2 separate regions of the Mus musculus genome follow, and region 1 is linked to region 2. The links are chromatin contacts, called in public HiChIP or PLAC-seq maps. All regions are on one chromosome and are shown on one strand. Each heading gives the region's core, a stretch centred on a gene start, on an enhancer-like site or on the middle of the called end of the contact. The rest is flanking DNA. Distances are from core to core; before and after follow the strand shown.

What was found. HiChIP or PLAC-seq counts read pairs in DNA pulled down with a chosen protein or histone mark.
Region 1: a FOXA1 HiChIP or PLAC-seq map of pancreatic cancer cells shows a contact between it and region 2. The contact joins the promoter of Edf1 here to the promoter of Tprn in region 2. A contact is called at or near these places in 15 of 39 promoter capture datasets (the C10 cell line, the HPC-7 cell line, cranial neural crest and 11 more), 17 of 484 Hi-C or Micro-C datasets (the C10 cell line, CD4 T cells, the G1E-ER4 cell line and 8 more), 12 of 115 datasets of contacts at active chromatin or transcription factors (the 230-238 cell line, the SCID.adh cell line, craniofacial prominence and 6 more) and 4 of 9 other capture datasets (adipose tissue, embryonic stem cells, liver and 1 more).

Annotation. Positions count from the first base shown.
Region 1 is chr2:25,556,203-25,559,393 of GRCm38.p6, forward strand. Edf1 (endothelial differentiation-related factor 1) reads left to right here and starts at 1,645. Exons shown (of 5, transcript NM_021519.2): 1 at 1,645-1,827. The coding sequence starts at 1,750. Gm35476 (a long non-coding RNA gene) reads right to left here and starts at 1,326. Exons shown (of 4, transcript XR_866044.3): 1 at 1,253-1,326.
Region 2 is chr2:25,261,109-25,264,258 of GRCm38.p6, forward strand. Tprn (taperin) reads left to right here and starts at 1,490. Exons shown (of 4, transcript NM_175286.4): 1 at 1,490-3,150. The coding sequence starts at 1,580.

The sequences.
Region 1 (3,191 bases), core at 395-2,894, 300 kb after region 2:
ATTTTATTTTTTGGTATCCAGAGTGAAGGTGCATGCTTTTAATCCCACTAGTCAGGAGGTAGAAGCAGGCAGATCTTTATGAGTTCCAGACTAGCCAGTCCACACAGTGAGCCTTTAAACAAACAAACAAACAAACCAACCAAACCAAACCACCACCACCATGTATGTGTGGTGTGTGTGTGGAGTGTGTGTGGTGTGTATTCCATCTTGTTTTAAGTGTATGGGCATTTTGCCTTTACATGTCTGTACACCAACTGTGTGCCTAGTGCCCTCAGAGGCCAGAAGAGGGAATCAATGCCGCTGGAGTTAGAGTTACATCCTGCTGTTCTCAGGTTCTCTGCAAGAGCAGCAAATGCTCTTAGCCACTATGCCTCTATAATCATTTTGTTTTCCTCCCCAAGCAGGGTTCCATGTAGTCCTGGAAGGTCTCAAACTTGCTTTGTAGCTAAAGATAACCTTGACCTTCTGATCCTCATATCTCCACCTGGCAAATACGGGTGTTGCAGAAGTAATTTACATTATTATTATTATTAATTTAATGTATATGAGTACACGGTAGCTGTCTTCAGACACATCAGAAGAAGGCATAGTATTCAAATACAGATGTCAAGAACCACTATGTGGTTGCTGGGACCTCAGGATCTCTGGAAGAGCAGTTCCTGGAGAGAGAGCATCTCTCCAGGCTCCTTTTTTTGGTGTGTGTGTATTTTTGTATTTATAGGGTGTTTTTGTTTGTTTTTTGAGACAGTTTCTCTATGTAGCCTTGGCTGTCCCGGAGCTCGTTTGGTAGACTAGGCTGACCTCGTACCCAAAGATTCTTCTGCCTCGGCCTTCCGAATGCTGGGATTAAAGACCACCACCTCGAGGCTGAGTTGCTTATTTTTAAAGTAATTTTGTTTCTATGTATTCCAAAGAAGCCATCAATGGTTCACATGTTTCTGGCCCCACAAAATTTGCCAGCTGCTGTTTCTCTCCCAGAGAGCACCTCCAAAGGAACTTCGAAGTACTGGTATAATGCCAAGCTACAAGCACAAGAGAACCTGGATTCTATCCTGGGATCTCCTAAGGCGTGGCCTGGAAGACAGGTGTATACCCACTGGTGTGGGGGACGCTGGCCCAGGTTCTCCAGAAGTAAGGTGGTGGAGACCGGCTGGGATCAGTAGGATCCCACTTGTACGGCACCTGTGCTAGCATGGCGTGTGTGTAGGTCTCCAGGGCCCCCTTCTCCGTGCCTCACTCCCCTCGCAGATACCTGTGTTCCCTCTCCGCCCCAGCTCTCTTCCGGGTCCCCACTCTTTTTACTAAGGTTCTTCTCTCTTCTGCACTTTTTTTCTCGGGATCCTCCACTCTCTTCTTCGGTCCTCCCGTCTGCTCTCCATGTCCTCTCCGCTCTTCTCTCCTTTAGGGTCCCTCACTCTCCGCTCCCTTCGATCCCCACACAATTCCCACCCCTGGCGCTCCGCCCTGCGCAGCCACAGGGACACGGGACTGGAACCGTGGCGGCGATCAGGCGTCGCCCTCCACGCGCCGCCCGCGGGCAGCCCCCGCGGGTCCCTAGACTAGCCGGGTGCGGATTGGCCGCAGAGCTCGGGAAGTGCGGGCTCCTGGAACCACCGACCAATGGGAACCAGGGGCGGGACCGAGGCGCTGGCGCCGGAAGCGGGGAGGCGACGAAGGGACGTCGCGTCGCCGCGCCGGGTCTCGAGCAGCTGCCAGAGCCGCCGGACGGATCGCTGCCCCCGCCGCGCCATGGCCGAGAGTGACTGGGACACCGTGACGGTGCTGCGCAAGAAGGGCCCCACGGCCGCACAGGCCAAGTCTAAGCAGGTGCTCAGCCAGCGGGGGGCGGCGGGAAGCTGCCGGGCCGCACGGCGCTCTGCGGTCGCTGGGCCGAGCCGGGGAATCCGGCAGTGGGTGGGGACCCGAACGGATCTTTCGAGGGTGGAGACCTTGGGGGACAACAGGTACTCCTTGGAGATGGAGTACGGGAAAAGACTGGGGTAGAGGGCAGCTGACCTGCGCGAGGCTGGGGCAAAGGTCGGAGCAGGGGGATGGGAATGTGGCCTGGGCTCTGGACTGGGACAGGCCTGGGTGAGGACCTGGATGGAGATGAAAACAGGATTGAGAACAGGTGCAAGTGTGGGTCAGAGAACCTGGCTGGTCACTAAATGTGGGGTGGGCAACGTGGGCATTAGGCGCAGGAAACTTGGGAACCAGGGTAGGGGCAGTCCTGCTGAAGGTTTTGCCCTTACCTGGTATCAGCCTGTGCTGGCATCACTGGTGGCTTCCTGCCCATGATGCCCACCCAGGCGATGTCAGCCTATAAAGAGGGCTGTGTGAGACATTGGTCTGATGTCCTCTCCATAGGTGAACTCTGTGTCCCTGAGCCCTGGATGCTGTGGTTCCCTAAGTGGTACTGACCAGAGCTGGAGTTATTTGCCATAGTTGAAGCCAAGTCCACAGTCCTCTTTTCAGGAGAACTTGGAATCATCCTTAAGTGTGTAGAAAGTCTGAGCATATTACACAGAGACGCTCACATGCCACTCCTCTGAAGCAGGATGTTAATACTCAGTTACTGTGGCCCAGGCATCATCGTTAGTGGTCCTACTTCCCAGGGAGACTACTGAGACTACTGTGGGGTGTGTCATTTCTCATTAGGAACCGTACTGGCCGAAGAAGCCAGGGCAGCATTCCACACCTTTCTGCTTTATAGCAGAGTTTGGAAGAAAACTAGCTCTGTTTCCAATAAAGAACCTGGTCGCCTGTACTGTGTGTGCGCATGCACGTGCTCTGATATTGATTTCTGGGTCTAGTGTATCTAGCACTAAGAAGGCTTGAATCAGCCTTCTGAGGGCTAGGATCACAGTCCTGTGCCACCATACCCAGCTCACACCTGTCTTAGTGTAAAAGTGAGTTGGTTCTTTTAGCAGTAGTTCAATGCATGTTATCTAGATATGTGTGTACAGTGTACCCCTGTTTCTTTGGGGACACATTCTGAGGCTGCTCAGTAGATGCCTGAAACTGAGTTGTGCTGGATCCTGTATGTAGTGTGTGTTCTCCTACTCATATATACCCACCCATGAAGAAGTTTATAGATTAGGCACAGTAAGAAATAGTAATAAGGGTTGGAGAGTTGGCTCTGTGGTGAAGAATACTTGCTGTTCTTACAGACCCAAGGTCAGGTACCAGCA
Region 2 (3,150 bases), core at 240-2,739:
AATAAAACAAATATAAAAAAAAAAAAAAGCCATGCGTCCTAGAAGTTCCCTTTGAAAAGGTGATTTGAGGGCTGAGGCTATAGCTCAGTAGTAGAGTGCTTTCAGAAGGCTCTGGGTCTAATCTCTGGTACTACCAAGGGTAAATAAATGACTTGGGAAAGACTTCTGGAAAGCTGAAATTCAGTTTATAATTGCCAGTTTATATGGAGTGTGCCAGTGAGTAAGTTAAAGATCTAGCTAAGATGATGCCAGCTGTAGGCTGCCATGCAACCCAGAAGCCTAAAGGTACCTATCCCTAGGCTGAACTTGTATTTGCAGAGACCCACATTCCATGAAGCAGAGTCCCCTGGAAGGCAAGTGGCACCAGGGGCAGCAATGCCAGGCCTCAGCTGGCTGTGGTCTATAAGGCAGACAAAGGAAAAACACATCACCAGTCTGTAGCCCCCACCTTCCTAATGCCTCCAAGCAGTTGCCCTACTGTGTATGCTGGGGAGGGGTATATATTGCATACTATGCAGCGATACCCAAAGAAACTTTTCAAGACTTATCTGTCATGAGATTATGGCCCTTCAGAGTCACTAACCCCCTGTCCATTCTTGGAAGTTGGTGTTTCAACAGGAGTTAGTGGGACCTTTACCCTTGTTTTTGTACTTTTCTGCATGACAGACTGCCTAAATGTGTGAGGCTCAGTTGTTGTTGTTGTTGTTGTTGTTTTTCCGAGACAGGGTTTCTCTGTATAGCCCTGGCTGTCCTGGAACTCACTTTGTAGACCAGGCTGGCCTCGAACTCAGAAATCCGCCTGCCTCTGCCTCCAGAGTGCTGGGATTAAAGGCGTGCGCCACCACGCCCGGCTGAGGCTCAGTTTTTATGTGTAACCTGTGTGTGCGCAGAAACAAGGCTGCTTCCTTGATGCCTCCTACACACAATGGATACTTGGCAGGACCATGGGTGGCAAGCTGTGCACCAGATATTTACACACATAGTAGATCTGGGATCTACAAAACCAAGATCCTCGAAAATAGATTCTTTTTCCCCGGGTGGATCTCAGAAGCAGCATTTCTAGGTCCGAAAGGGGACCTTGGCGGCCTGTCCACAGAGGTTCAAGGACTCCAGATTGGAGCAGAGCCTGGGCCTAAAGGTGGAAGGCCCGTGCAGCTTGTGTACTGAAGTCAGAACTGTGTCAAGGTCACCTAGGTCGCAAGGGTCCGCAAGGCGATACCTGCTTTAATTACCACCCCTGCTTAAATTGGGGTCTAGGATCCCAGGTCCAGAGCGCAGAGGCGGAAGTGAGGAGCAGCCATTGAGCAGCGCTTCACTGGGTCCGCCAATAGGGTCTGGCTGCTGCCTGTCGTAGTCCAATGAGAACGCTGAAGGGGAGGGTTTTAGTGGGTGTTCTCCAGTTAACTGGGCCGTAGGCTTCTGCTATAGATAGGCAGTTCTGCCCTTAGGTCAGAGCGCGCTTGCCCAATTGGAGGCTACCAAGGGGGGCGTGGCACGGCGCGGTACTGAGGCAGGTAGCTGAGAGTCTGTACCGCGCGCGGTCGCCGTGCAGTCCTATCGGCGGCCGCGCGTCCGCAGCATGGCCGGCCTGGGGCGGCTCGACCCGGGGCCGCGAACCGTGATGCCCGCCTGGAAACGGGAGATCCTTGAGCGGAGGCGAGCTAAACTGGCCGCCCTGAGCGGAGGCCAGGGATCTGGAGCGGCGCCGGATGGGCCTAACGAGCGGCTGGTGCTGGCCGAGAGTCTGGGTCCACTAAGCCAGAACCCGTTCATGCGACTTGAGTCGGAGCGGCGGCGCGGGACGCGGCCCGCTCAGCAGCTGCTGGAGCTGTACTGTCGCGTGCCCGGCGTGCGGACCATTCGAGCGGACAACATCCTCATCATCGAGTCAGCGCCAGGCTTCCCACCCGCTGTGCCGCCCGCTGCGGGCATCCGCGCTGCCGAGGTAGTAGTGTACGAGGCGCCACAGCCCGGCCGTGTCAGCCGCCTGCTGGAAAAGTTCGACTCGCCTGCTGCGCCCTGCCGCCGCGGGAGCCCAGAGCGCTTCCGCCCTGCGCTCCCGCAGCTTCCCGTGGCGTCTGCATCTGCTGCCACGCGCACTCCTACCAATCGGTCGTTGGCTCCTGCCTCACCGGTGCGCCTCAGCCAGCCCGCACCCCCTATTTCGCCTGTCCCCGTTGCCCAGCGCGCGGGTCAGCGCTCTGCCTGTTGCGAGCCCGCGCACCCCGACGGCACTGCCGGCCCCGGGGCCCGGCGCAGCGACTTTTTACAGAAGACCGGCAGCAACTCTTTCACTGTTCACCCCCGGGGCCTGCCCCGCAGTGCGGTCAATCGCTCGCTTTCTAATGGACCCATGACTCAGGAATCCCCTACCGGCCCTGCCAATGGGTTGTCAGGCTCTCCGCCTGTACCGGGAAAGTGGAAGCCAAAGGTGGAGTCAAAGGAACCCTCTCTCCACCCGCCCCCAAGCCCTGGGACTCCAAGTGCCACTTCAGTTGGGCCCCCTGCCTTCCCAGCGCCCAGCCCAGCCAGTGCCACTCCCAGTCAGCGCCAGTGGGTCTCCTCTGCCACCAGCGCCAATGATTCCTTTGAAATAAGGCCATCCTCCAAGCCAGACATGGAAACTATCCCAATCGGGGACCTTCAGGCCAGGGCCCTGGCCAACCTCCGAGTGAACTCCCGCAACTCCTTCGTGTTGATCCCCAAGCGCAAAGCCCCTGGGAACTATCCTTTGGCGGGGAGGCAATTTGAGGAGCCAAAGGGGGAGGTGGGCTGGGCCTCTCAGAGCCAGGGGCTCGGATCCCAGCTGGTGTCTACAGTGGATGGTGCACCTGCCCTAGAGAAGAGTCCCTTGGCTGCTGAGATGCAGTGGGCAGTTAGGAAGGGGGCCTGCCCCAGGCCAGCAATTTCTGACACAGACAAGTGTGTTAGGTGGCAGAGACCAGCCTCGCCACCTCCATTTCTACCAGCCACAGCTGAAGCTGAGCCGGCTGAAGGCTTGGGGGTTCCTGGCTTGGCCAAGAATGGCCAGGAGCCTGTGAGGCCAGGACTTCCAGTCACCTTCATTGATGAAGTAGACTCAGAGGAGGAGGCCTTTCAAGAAGCCAAACTGCCCTCCTCAGCAGTTGGTGTGCCTTCCCAGTACCACCT